Linked DNA regions of Macaca mulatta: region 1 is linked to region 2. Evidence: chromatin contacts called from public Hi-C data. All regions are on one chromosome and are shown on one strand. Each heading gives the region's core, a stretch centred on a gene start, on an enhancer-like site or on the middle of the called end of the contact. The rest is flanking DNA. Distances are from core to core; before and after follow the strand shown. Region 1 has its middle 300 kb from the start of SOX11. Region 2 has its middle 220 kb from the start of SOX11.

Region 1 (6,284 bases), core at 333-2,832, 79 kb before region 2:
ATGTGTAATATTGACCTGATTTCAAGACATATACAAAGCCACCTTCTTACTGGCCACAGGTATGGATAGCATGGACTACAGAGCTTTTTCTGTTTCCCAGACCTTACCAGAATACCTCCATAGGTTGTGAGGCATTTACCTAAGAGAGTGTGATGGCTTTTTCAGAGCAGTTATAATCTATTGGGTCAAAGCATCTTCCGTTGATACAACATTTTCGCTTATTCTGCAGTCAGAGAGGTCTGGCAGATCGGGCCAGAGGCACGAAGCCTCATGAAATATTTAAGAAAGGCCTTCCTCCATGCACACACAAATAAGTCTCCCAAATCACGTGACCAAGGCAGTTTTAAATTTTGACGTTGGGAAGGAAAGAAAACAATAATTTTAAAAAATAACAAAATTAAGCAAACAGAAAATTTCACATGAAAGCAATCGGCAGGTAGAATGCCACCGGTGGCATTTTGAAGGTCCTGGAAAGCATGGGGTTTATGGAGTAATTAATGACCACAACGTTATCAACGACCCTGGGATGCGGTGGGGAGAGAGGAAGGGGGCAGGTGTACCGAAAGCTTAATTATACATCTTCATTCTCTGGTTAACAAACATTCTTGTGGAACCTGAGCGCTCCGTGAGGAGCTTGATGTTCTGTTCACAAGCAGCTGCCTTTCTAAAGCATTGCATTAATTCAATAATTTCTGACAGACCGGAAGATTGTTTAAAAAGTCTATCTGTGTGAAAATTATTTCCAATCGGGAAGTACCCATGACTATTTCTCCACTGGTTTATCCTCAGCATATTCAGGAAAGAGGGTAACCACATGAAGTCAGAGCTCTCATCTCTGTTGAGATGCTGACCTGACATCCAACCTGTTCCTTTTGACCTTAAGTTGTTGCTATTTTGTCTCTGTAACAGGTGAAGAGATAACAAAGATACCTATTACCTATGGGGGAAGAGGAAGCTTCAACTATATCCAAGGATAGGCTCTGCCTATGATTTCTGGCCTTCGAAAAAGCAGCAAACAAGATTTCTCCAATGCAAAGATTACCATCCTAACATTGTCTGTCTTTCTTCATGTAAAATGGCAATGGGAGATATTCCAAAGCCAGGCTCTGGGCATTCCAAAGCTTGCACTCCTGTCTGCCCTCCCCCACCCATCTCGTCTACCCTCACTCTGCCTTCCTTCCAGCCCAGCGTCTTAAGATAAAAGGAGGATGCCATGCAGTGTAAAGGCAGTCAGTTGTCAATGTATCCACGCACATTCTCAGTCTCTGTTCAATGTTCCATGACAACAAGGTGAGACGGCAGAGGTTATCCGAACAGCTGCTGCCTAAGCTGGAAATTCCAGGCATTGAGCACCATCTGTCTATACATTCACAAATGTATATAAGGGCCATCTATCAGGCTGGAGCACTGCAGCTGCCTCCCCGGCAGGCCTGCTTCCTTTCTCGGCACCGAACAATAAGAGCTAGTTCTTCACTTTGTGTCACACAGAATGGCTGATTTGATTAAGTCCCCAACCCTCATTATGCTAGGTAGGAGTGTAGAATTTCAATGATAATCCATAATGCATGACCAGTTTGTCACCATGGCAACATAAATTCAAGGTTACTAGCTCAGACGCATAATTGGGTGTGCATTGAGTGCTGAGGAAGGCTGTTAAAATTCTTGTCATAGAAAAGTAGCATCCATCATACTGTCTGAAATTGCAAAGTACTCATAATCAGACAGAAAAATCCTTGGAGAAAAATGTTAATAAAATAACTATTACAGTCTAATAAAATTATTAAGTTTAACCACTTTAGTTTTTAAAGTATTTCAGTTAATAAGAATGAAATAGACACCTCATTAAACATTGGAGACTTGGATTTAACCTTCCCCATCGATATTTGCATTGAAATATGGACCTAAAGAATTTTTGGTCTGTTTGATTGATTGATCAAAACAAGCCCATATAATAAAACAAGCCCATAAAATATCTTTGTGCGTTCTTGTTTCATTTTTGTATTTCAGATTGGATTTTTCTTAGCTGTAAGAATATTTCCTTAATAAAATGCTCTGGGGAGAAACTAAATCTACTTCTTTGCTTTTAAAAGCTCAAAATTAAATTATGCATGTTATTTGCTGTACCTCCCAAAGTAGAGAGAGATGGAAACTAAGGTGGTGATGAAAACATGCAAGAATGAAGAGTCGAAAGTAGATAAGAATATTTTAAATTATCAGCCCATCCAGCTATGGCTGGGGACAAATATTTTGGTATTCATAAATAGGTGTAATAGAAATTGTATTCCGATGTATATGACTATTAAAAATCCAATACAAAAACAAATGTGTACCCTCCAAAAGGATTTAATTTTGGACCAAAATAATTATGGTAATTACTTGTTTTGGTGTCTGCCTTTGCCAATGAAGTAGAACCAGGGAGAGAGTTATAAATGAGCTCTTGGCAAATGGCTTAGAATTCAGCTCCGAGTGTTATTGGAGGAGCATATCATGGCTCATGGTGGATTTTCCCCCATTTCCTTTGATTGAGTAAAACCAACGTTTCTCTGGATTTTAAGTATAAAATGCTTTACTCTGGAATATTATTTATTATAATTTTTCACCAATCGTGAAAACATTTAGCTGTATTTCCTTTAGCTATAGGACACAGGAGTACATATGTTTTCAAGAGACAAGCCTGCCTTTGTTACTGAGATTCAGCTTTTATTTAATTCTGTTGGAGAAAATTAAGACTCATTGACTTAAAAGATAAGAGAATTCCTGCCAAATAAAGGCAGACTTGGCCACATGACCATGCAAATAATTTTGTGCTTTTGCATAGACCTTGTAGGAAGTGAGATTTAATTGCTTCTTCATTCTTTTCACACTTAGCCCTCTCATCCTGTCTCAACCCTGCTTTCCTCTCCAGCTACGACGCAGGATATACACAAAAGCGGTTATTTGTCTTGTATCACATCTACCGTCATTACAAAACAACGAAAACAGCGGATAAAGGTACAAATAAATTTAATTTTAGGCAGCTGACATCACTTTGTATATATTTTTACCTTATAGTGTTTAATACTGTCCTCAGTTTTCTACAAAGCCAAATAGGATTAGATGATTTTTTACAGTGAATAACACAGATTTAGTCTTTCAGTTAAGATCACACCCCCAGGATCTGTGCAGTTTTTAAAGTGGAACAGAAGAGAAAATCAAGAATCAAAATCAGGTGACCTAATTCAGAATATAGATGTAATTTAATATTTTTTAATGTTGTGTTTAATCATACTAATGGCTGTGTCCTTTAGATTTTTTTAAAAATTGAAGATATCTTGTGTGGTACAATTTTATTTGAAATATGAAAGGGCTCAGTCTGAAAGAACTTGCTTACAAAAGTCACATCTGGAAGTATATTCAGTTCCAAGTGCACACATGTAACTCCAATTAACATTACACATGCTAAGGAAAATATACCCGGGCGGGTGGCAGAGGGGGAGGGGTAGAGGAACCAAAGAAAGGGGTTTGTGTCTGATTTAAATACAAGTGACTTTGTGGAGAACACCAGCATGTGCTCAAATGAACCCCTGTTGTGGAAGTGCAGTGGCTCTCCAGACAGAATAACATTCCTGATTTGAGTTTAGTGAAGTACAGCCATGACCAGGCACAAATGCTGAGCTGGTATATATACCTAGACTGAAATGAAACTGCTACAAGCTGTTTAGGGGATGAGTATGATTCCGTTTGGGGAACCTTAAAGGTAATTTAAAATTTTATTATTTGAGGAGTTTGGCTTTAGTAGACTGAAGTATACATATTTGTACTGATCACTACTGTTATGTACCAAATCAAAACATACTGTTGGATATTTTTAACCATTCTTTATGCTATGTAACACATAAGAACCAAAAAAATGCAATTAAGCCAAAAGCATATAGATCAATACCATGAGTTTCAGAGTAACCAATATTGCAATGTTTTCCAGTATTCTTGAAAACAATGAAGGACAATCTGTAATATTTTCCCTTTATCAAATCTAAAATAATGAAGATATTGCAATATGAGTTATATGTAAAATTGTAGACTCATGTCCACTGTGTCTCGAAATTTTCATTAATTTTTACATGAAACCTACACTTGCCATTTGAAAATATACTGTAAATAATTTTCATTTTTAACAAGCTATGATTTGCTATTAGTCAATTATTTTAAGATTGAAATAATTATGAAATAAGCACCTGATAAATATCTATGAAAAATGATGTATCATACCTCCAAATAAATTGTGCAACAGTGAGATAGAACTTATGTGTTGAAATGGGAAGGGATTCTAATTATCTCAGTGTTGGTTATGTAAAAGATATATATCAGCTGAAAAGAGTAAACAAAGGAATTATTGTTTCTGCAATCAGCTTTATTTACACTTGAGTCGGCCCTTTATTTTCCTCATTATTTTCCCTCTGCATGATAATTTTTGTTTCTTAAGCACTTCATATTCTGATGCCTTTATCTGCATTGGCTATGCTGGGGATCATAACACTGTACCCCACAATATGGCACTTCATCATTTTGAGTATTTTAAGCTGAATGACATTGAGAAAACCTCAGAAGCAGGAAGGTCACTCTCTGATCTTCTCCCTCACTCCTCCCCTGAAGAAGCTCATGTGACAGGTGTCCTGCCCTGTACCCTCTATACCTGCAGAGGAACTGTCCCAGAGAGGCCAAGAAGAATCTGAACAACCAGGATTTGCCAAGTTCGCTCCAGGTGGTTACCACTGGACCATACCTTATTGTCCTAGGTCTTACCTTTGCATGACTGTCCATAGAAATGGACAGTTTTCCCGGAAGCTTTTTGAGTCAAAATATTTTTTTAGAGGCAGAGTCTGAAATTCCTGCCTGCAAGCAATCCTCCTTCCTCAGCCTCACAAGTCGAGTAATCACAAGAGATTATAGGGGTGAGCCACCATGCCCAACTCTTTCCCTGGGTCTTTGTTACGCTTTTCTATTATTATTTTTAAGACAGCATTTTGCTCTGTTGCCCAGGCTGGAGTGCAGTGATGCGATCACAGTGATTCTCAAGTGATTCTCCCTCCTCTCGGGAGGATTCCCAGCCTCCTGAGTAGCTGAGACCACAGTTGTGTGCCACCATGCCCAGCTACTTTTTTTGTATTTTTTGTAGACATGGGGTCTCACCATGTTGCCCCATGCTGGCCTTGAACACCTGGGCTTACGCCTTCCTCCCACCTTGGCCTCCCAAAATGCTGGGATTATAGGTGTGAGCCACCACAGCCAGAGCCAGCCTCCTTTATTTTGCTGTGCAATCTCTGCAGCATGGTCATCAATCTTGATGCATTAGGACAATGCATGGGGCAATCATGCCATGCCACCCTCCACAGAGGAGCTGCTGTGATAAACCCTAAGCTAATATTTCCCCAGGTAGCTCATAAAATACACTTATCCATCATCTTAGAACATTGTAATGGACGCTCGTGAAGATGAGCACCAAGCAAAAATATGATTTTCAAGTCAATTTTTAAAACTCACTTATATAACTCCAAATATAGGTGAACCTCCTACTAGACCACATCATGGAAATGTATTGAAATTGCTAATCAGTATATATCCAATAAGAGCCAATTAGATCTATGAAAGCATAGTAAACTTGTGACCAAAAGGAAATGAGCAATTGAGTGAAGTGCCTATTTCAGACTTTCAAACAGTTAACATACAATAAAATTAACATTTTAAGCCACACCGAACATAGTTTAACCTTCATTGTTAAAAGGCATTAAGTGTTTTGGAGAGCACTTGACTTACAGAACTCGTAGTCTAGAAGGGACCCTAAAGGGTCATCTGTACCTATCTCCCATATAATGCTTCAACCTACTCTTTAAAACCCTCCAAAATTGATTCTCTGATCAGTAAACAAATCTTTCTAGCGATGAACAACTTACCATTAGTATTAATCAGAGCTCTCCAAAGAGACAGAAGCAATGGGATATATATGTAGAGAGACAGAGATGAGAGGGGATTAAGGGAATTTGCTCATGCAATTATGGAGGCTGACAAGCCCCATGTCAGGTGTTCTGCAAGGTGGAGACCCCAGGATGCTGGTAGAAAGGTCTCAGAAACAGAAAATGATGGTGTAACTCAGCAGAGGCTGAGGCATGAGAATGCTGCAGGCCTCTAGTGCAAGCCTGAGATTTCAAAGCCTGGATAACCTGGAGCTCTGTCCAAGGGTAGGAAAAGAAGGTCTCCCAGCTCCAGCAGACAGAGCAACAATTCACCTTTTTTTGCCTTTTCATTCT
Region 2 (6,534 bases), core at 1,378-3,877:
TGGATAATTAGAGACCCATGGGACTCTCGGTGGACAACCCCACAACATGGGGGAGTATATTACTCATCAACTAGTACCTGGCCCAGTAGCCATTTATATCTGTGGAGAAGTCTAGTCCAGATTCAACCCTTAATCCACACACAAATCCACAGGCAAGAAACCAAGCTATCACAAGACTTGCAGCCCTTCTCCTGGCTAACTCTATTATGGGAAGGGCTAGCATTCGCCAACCTCACTGGTTTAGGCGACCTGTCCTCTTGCTTTATGTGTGCAACCCTAGGAAGACCACCATTAACGGCTGTTCCTCTATCCTCCCCTCCCACAAACTATACAGGTTTTAACTCATCGATAGTCACGATACCCGATGTGGCCCTGTACCGTGACCCATACCAAGAGAAATACCCCTATTGTTATTCAGCATTTAGCAACAGCCTCTGTAACCAATCGGCTACATACCCTAATAGTCCCATATATGCTCCCCCTGGTGTGTTCTTCTGGTGTAATATGACTCTGTTAAAAACTCTGTCCAAAAGCATCTCTGACGGACAGTTGTGTATCCCTGTTACCCTAGTTCCCCGACTGACACTGCTAACCCTGGCAGAGTTCATAGGCTGGGCAGGGACCGCCCCAACTAAAACTGCGTGACATAGACGAGCAGTTTTTCTACCACTAATTGCCGGAATATCCTTAACCACCTCTGTCGTCGCAGCGGGGTTAGCAGGAGGGGCCCTACAACACTCCATGATAGAAAACGACAAGCTGTTACAACAATTCTCTGTTGCTATGGAAGACTCCGCCTATTCCCTAGCCTCCCTTCAGCGGCAGCTCACCTCCCTAGCACAGGTCACCCTTCAAAACCGCAGAGCCTTAGACTTACTCACGGCTGAGAAAGGAGGTACCTGTATGTTCCTCAAAGAAGAATGCTGTTTCTATATAAATGAGTCAGGGTTAGTTGAGGAAAGAGTCCAACGCCTACACGAACTAAGCTTAGAAATGAAAAAGCAACAATTCACTACAGCCGCTAACAATTGGTGGAGCTCTTCAATGTTTTCCCTTCTGGCACCCCTTTTAGGCCCCCTAATGTCTTTACTACTTCTATTCACTATAGGCCCCTGTGTGGTAAATAAAATTTTACAATTTGTCAGAGAAAGGTTTGATACCATCCAACTAATGGTCCTCCGTAGCCATCACCAGCCTCTCCTGCACCCAGAAAGTGAGGCTATATTATAAGACTCTGGAAATCCAAGATTGGACATCCAGTTACTTATGAGAAGGGGGAAATGAAAGGACACAAAGATAGATGTGTACCCGCCCCCCACCCGCTACACCCTTGTTCTGCTCTCTAATCTTTGCACATACCAGAGATTTCGTAAGTTCTGTGAGTACCTGGTTTTCTGCACGTACCAGAGATTTTGTTTTGCACATACCAGAGATTTTGTAAGTTCTGAGGCAAGGTCACAAGACGTGTTTAAGTAAGATAAACTCTTGCTGCCATAAACCTGCTCTCCCACCTCAAAGTTTGAACCAAAAATATCAGAAATGGCAGGAACCAATCATAGTTAGCCAAATCGCCTTGTTCAAACACTAGCCAATCATATATCTGATTTGTATAATAACTCTATGCCCACTTTTCTTAGACTATATAACATTGTTCGGAGCTGAGTGGGGGAGCTCTCCTGCCCGTCTCGTTTCACGAGCGAGGGAGAGTTCCAGGTTCGAACTTGTAATAAAGATCCTTGCTGCTTAGCTTTGACTCTGGACTCTGGTGGTCTTCTTCGGGGAATAAACGGTCTGGGCATAACAGTTTCATGATTTGTTCTATTTTTGAGAAATCGACAAAATTATACATTATATCCTTCTACTAAAAATGGAAGGTTTTGTTTTCCCAAAGCTTGATTCTTTATAGAGCCAGTGATTGGACACTCTTTTATAGGTAGAACTCGAGAGTTGTCTTGGTTGCTCCCAAAAGGAATCCTAGAGGAAGAACTGGATGCACCTTGGTCCTCTGTGAGAAACATAAATAAAGGGTTCAACTTCATGAACTGAGACTTGCACATCCTCTGAGAATTCACCGCGTTCCTCCCTGCATGCTTCCTTGCTTGGCAAATGCATTTCCCTGGGACTTTTTAGTACATTTCTTAAGTCCTGGTGTTAGGTTTTACCCAATAATGTTTGGACAAGCAGTCAGAAAGAGCCACCACTAGGCAGGGTATTCTCTACAAAGCTAGCTTCCTGCTGGAATAACTTGGAGGCCGAAATAGCCAAAAACAAATCCGAGGGGCCTGGCTCCAGCCAGCAGTGTCTTTCACCCAAGTGTGTTCAGCCACGCCCAGAACCATTGTTCCTCTGGGTAGGAAATGAAGGAGGGGCTCCTCCACTGCAGCCAAAGAGGAAATGGGGAGCCTTGTCCTTGCATATTGCATGAGACCGCCACCCCCAAATTATGCAGATAAGAGTGGTTGAATCCAGCAGTCAGCCACAGAAAGGGAAAACCCAGCTAAGTACAGTAATTATAAACCAAAGAGACCTGCCTGTTACGGGTGTCATTTGGAGAAGCTTGTGGGCTCCTTTCCCTTTAAGGGCTGAGTTGCGGGACTGTTGTTGACTGTGATTTGAAACTCCCTCCCCTGTGGGCTGGTTGTCATCATTGTTCTCTCAACACATGCACCAGGCTTGGCTTAATTAGTGGTGTGTTGTTGGGGTGGGCCAAATTTTATATCCTGGCATTGGGGGAGGTGTAAAGTTGCAGCCACAATTGTCTGGAGATGTTGATCAAATCCAGATTACCTGAGCCTGGGGCACAGTTGGCGCAGCTTTCCTTACCAAAACAGGCTAATAAACAAGTAAATAAGAGGGGAAATGCTCTCCTGCTTATTAGGGAGTCGGATTCCCTCTATCTTTTTTTATTTTAAGTAAAACTAGATCGTTTCTGAAATTTTTAGGCTTGATTTTGCAGCATGCTTTTTTTTTTTTCTTGTTTCCTTTCCATTTGCATATTTCCTAGGAGACAGGCTCCCATCTAATCATGGATTAGGATTTGAAAAATCAGTAAATTTTATGCTTTTAGAATGTCATTTTCTCTGTGAAAATGGAAGCACTGGTGGCTACTCCTTGTTGTAACTACTGTGTTTTCCACATTCCACGTAAATTAAAGTGTATATAAACACGAACATTAGGAAGTTGCTTGATGAAAATACATATTAGATTCTGAAATGCACAGAGACTTTTTAAAAACTGTTCGTCAAAATACACTGCTTCTGATGCATTTTCTCCTGATATCTCTGCATCAAAATTCCTCAGAGTAGGATAGATTAAGTGGTCATAAAATGCAAAAAATATGCATACAAATATACATGGATTGTATATATATCTGTATATACGGTAGAGTAAAAAACTAAACATAAAACCACCTATTTATTTTTTCTATGTCTAATAATTATAATTTTATTATACTTTAATACAATTTAAATATATTGTATATAATATACATAATATATTTAAATAAATATATATTTTAAATATAATTGCGTATGTATGTATGTATGTATATTTGGCAGAACAAAGGTTTCTAAATACTTGTTCAAAGACATTTTGTGTAGAAAATGACAAAACCACACAACTCCTTCTGTAATCACCCAGGAAAAGAAGAGAGCCTAGTGTGTCTAGTCCTCTTGGGCATCTAAGTACATGAATTGCATTAGGCAAATCTGGTTCCTCCTCTATAAAGGAGGGGACTGGACTAAGTCCTTTAGCAGGTCCTCCCCACCCAGTTGTTCCAGGACGCTAAACCTTCACAAATTGAGGATCTCCTCCATCTACCTTCAATCTGTTGTTTGCAGGTAGAATTATCAATTTCAATCAAGATAAAATTGCTGGACACAGAAAAAAAAAAAAAAAAAACTAGATCATCTGATGCCAAGTCATTTTAAAGCATCTATTTAATTCCCCCACGTGTAATGCTGTGATGCTGCATGAAACCGCTTTCTTCTTTCATGCAATTTGAAATCAGGATCCATCAGCCCCAGTTAATTTGTTCATGAATCAAGAATGAACAAGATCTAGATCTTCATTGTGGCCTAATTGGGGTTTAATTAACTGGGGTGCTCTTTGGTGAAGAGAAAAACAAATGTGGAGGAAGAAAACACACAGTCTCCATGTCACAAAGGGATTTGGGGATTTCCTGAGGTTTTTCAAGCCAGGCGGTTGCAACTTCTCACACAGCTCAGGCAAACACCCCAGGACAAGCAGGCTGTGGGACATTTGCCAACTGTTTACCTTTGTTCATAGTATCTACTTGTACGGGCCAATGGTGTCACTATGAGGATGCCTCCACCTTCAGGTGCAGCAAGAGAAAAGCAAGGCGGCTCCAATGTCATGCAGCTCAGCTTTGGTACCACATCGAGTGTCCTCTAGGCACCAGCCTTTGAGGGTCAACAAGTGCATGGGCTGCGGGTCAGATATCCCTTCGAGGGCTGCTTCTCTGCTGGCTGCCAGGTCTGGCTTCTTTGGTCTCTGGTCTCAGGGTGTCGTCCTGCCATCTCTACTGCAAAGCTAATCAGGACCTGTCATTGAGGTCTCTGTGGAGGATCCCACTTTTCTAAGCCAGCCAAATGCTCTGTCTTTAGTAAACACATCTAGGGGAAAGCTGCTGAAGTAACAGCGAAACAAAAGGGACCCACTCTTCAGCTATGATGTAATCCTTGCAGGAGTCCAGACCTCAATTGGCAGGGTTAGAATTACGTTTTGGAGACAGACAAGAACATGAAAACACAGTGGAGATGTGAGCGCGACACTGGAAACTGGAGGGCATCAGAGAGGCATTGGAGCAGCGTGCATGGTCCTGCAGGTGACACACTGAAGACCGCAGCCAGTGGAAAACACAAGTGAGGTCGTCAAAAGACTCTGGTTTGGTCAGATGGAAAACTATATGTTTTGAATTAACATATCTAGACATTTCCAAAAGCATTTTCTTATTAAGAAAAACTTCTTTTTTTTCTTTCAGGACAGCAGTCTGATATCCTCTCTCTCTCTGGGGGCACATTATGGTAGGATTTGGATGCTCACACATTACCTACTACCCTCTCCTTCACACTCTTTCTCTCTGAGACTCACTTGGCTTCTGGTTCCTCAGCCTTGCAGATATTGCTTATGGCCACTACAGCCAGCAAACTGTACCTCGCTTAAGATAGTAGCATCTGGGGAAAGGTTTACAAAGATGCGCTGCCAGGTCACTGCCCTGGGAGCTATGTCAGGAAACTGTCTCTTGAGAATGAGGTTTTAACAAAGTCCTTCTGGCCCCTTAGCATCCAATCCCCTTGCAAAATGGAAGGCCAGGGCAGGTCCCTCTGTTCTACTCCCTCAGGTTACAAGAGCGGTCCTGTTGGCAAGAACCTGGTGGGTGATAATGACACATACAGAGAGAGATGGCTGGATAGATACATTAGCTAGATGCATAGACACTAGGTAGGTAGATGTAAGATAGATCACAGATAAATAGGTAGATGAGAGAAAGAGATTTATATAGATGAATATAAATATTAGATATAGATATCCTAAAACTAAAAATGAATTTTAACAATCCAGAAAATGCAGACTGTACAAGTATCGACAGAATCCACTGCCTCAGGCTGGAAGCAATGTACACAGCTCAGGCCCCTGCTGGCTGCCCAGTAGGTACTTGACAGTGGCTGTGGGACCTGGCTTGAGACACAGCAGGAAACACCGGTGCGACTAAACCCAAAAGCCTTGCCGAGTCGGAAGCACATTCTAGTTGGGTTGAAACGAATTGTGCCGTCGCTTCAGAACTGGGCCTTAAAATAAGCCCCAAGCTAAGATGTAACTGGCCTGGCTAAGGAAGCAGTTTCGCAGCCAAGCAACACAGACTCTGAACTCTGCCTGTGAATTCACAAGTGTGAAATCTGACCCTGAAGGGGAGGCAAGGGTGAGGGTGTGCAAGGTTGCTGCATTTGGAAGCTGTGGCGCGGCGTTCTCCCCGTGCCAGAAAAAGATCTTTAAATCACTTTATTTCAGCACATGGCAGGCTCCATTCAACCGGCCAGACAAGCATCTGTGGTAACTCTTGGGAAATAAAAACCTTGCAACTTGCAGTCAAAGTCAGCTCTGCATTTCCTGTGAGGCTGAGAGCCAGGGAGGGGCAAGGAGATGAGAAGGCCATTTGTTCCTGCTTCCTCAGAGATGAAAGGCGGCTGCTTAGGAAACTTCTCTCTGGGTCTGTGCTCCCCATTCTTCACCCCACCCTGCAAATCCCTGCATAGGTCAGTACTGAGGGGCTAGGGCACTGCCGGAAATGGAGTAATATGACCACCACCATCGAAATGCCCAGTATAACATGCAATCGTGTTCGGAGTGTTACAGGATGACATACCTTGGGAAAAAATTCTTGCTTCTTTCTTGGCAATATAGAAGTGTGGTGGGTGTGTGTGTGTGTGCGTGTGTGTGTATTCCATTCCACTGGTAGGTTTTTAGGATATTTAAAAAAGGCTTTCTGGATCTGCAAGGGAATACATTTTCCCA

The links. A called contact is a pair of places that touch in the nucleus more often than the background predicts.
Region 1: a Hi-C map of fetal cortex germinal zone shows a contact between it and region 2, with 2.2 times the contacts expected there. The contact joins two enhancer-like sites. A contact is called at or near these places in 2 of 14 Hi-C or Micro-C datasets (fetal cortex germinal zone and fetal cortical plate).

What each region holds. Positions count from the first base shown.
Region 1 is chr13:119,428,694-119,434,977 of T2T-MMU8v2.0, reverse strand. No RefSeq gene overlaps it. Among named protein-coding and RNA genes, the nearest start is that of SOX11, 300 kb to the right of the region's middle. Within about 2 kb of position 1,582, at least 9 of the 40 cell types and tissues checked have an H3K27ac peak or open chromatin away from gene starts, as enhancers often do. A contact at or near this core is called in fetal cortex germinal zone, where this site is marked.
Region 2 is chr13:119,350,029-119,356,562 of T2T-MMU8v2.0, reverse strand. No RefSeq gene overlaps it. Among named protein-coding and RNA genes, the nearest start is that of SOX11, 220 kb to the right of the region's middle. Within about 2 kb of position 2,627, at least 6 of the 40 cell types and tissues checked have an H3K27ac peak or open chromatin away from gene starts, as enhancers often do. A contact at or near this core is called in fetal cortex germinal zone, where this site is marked.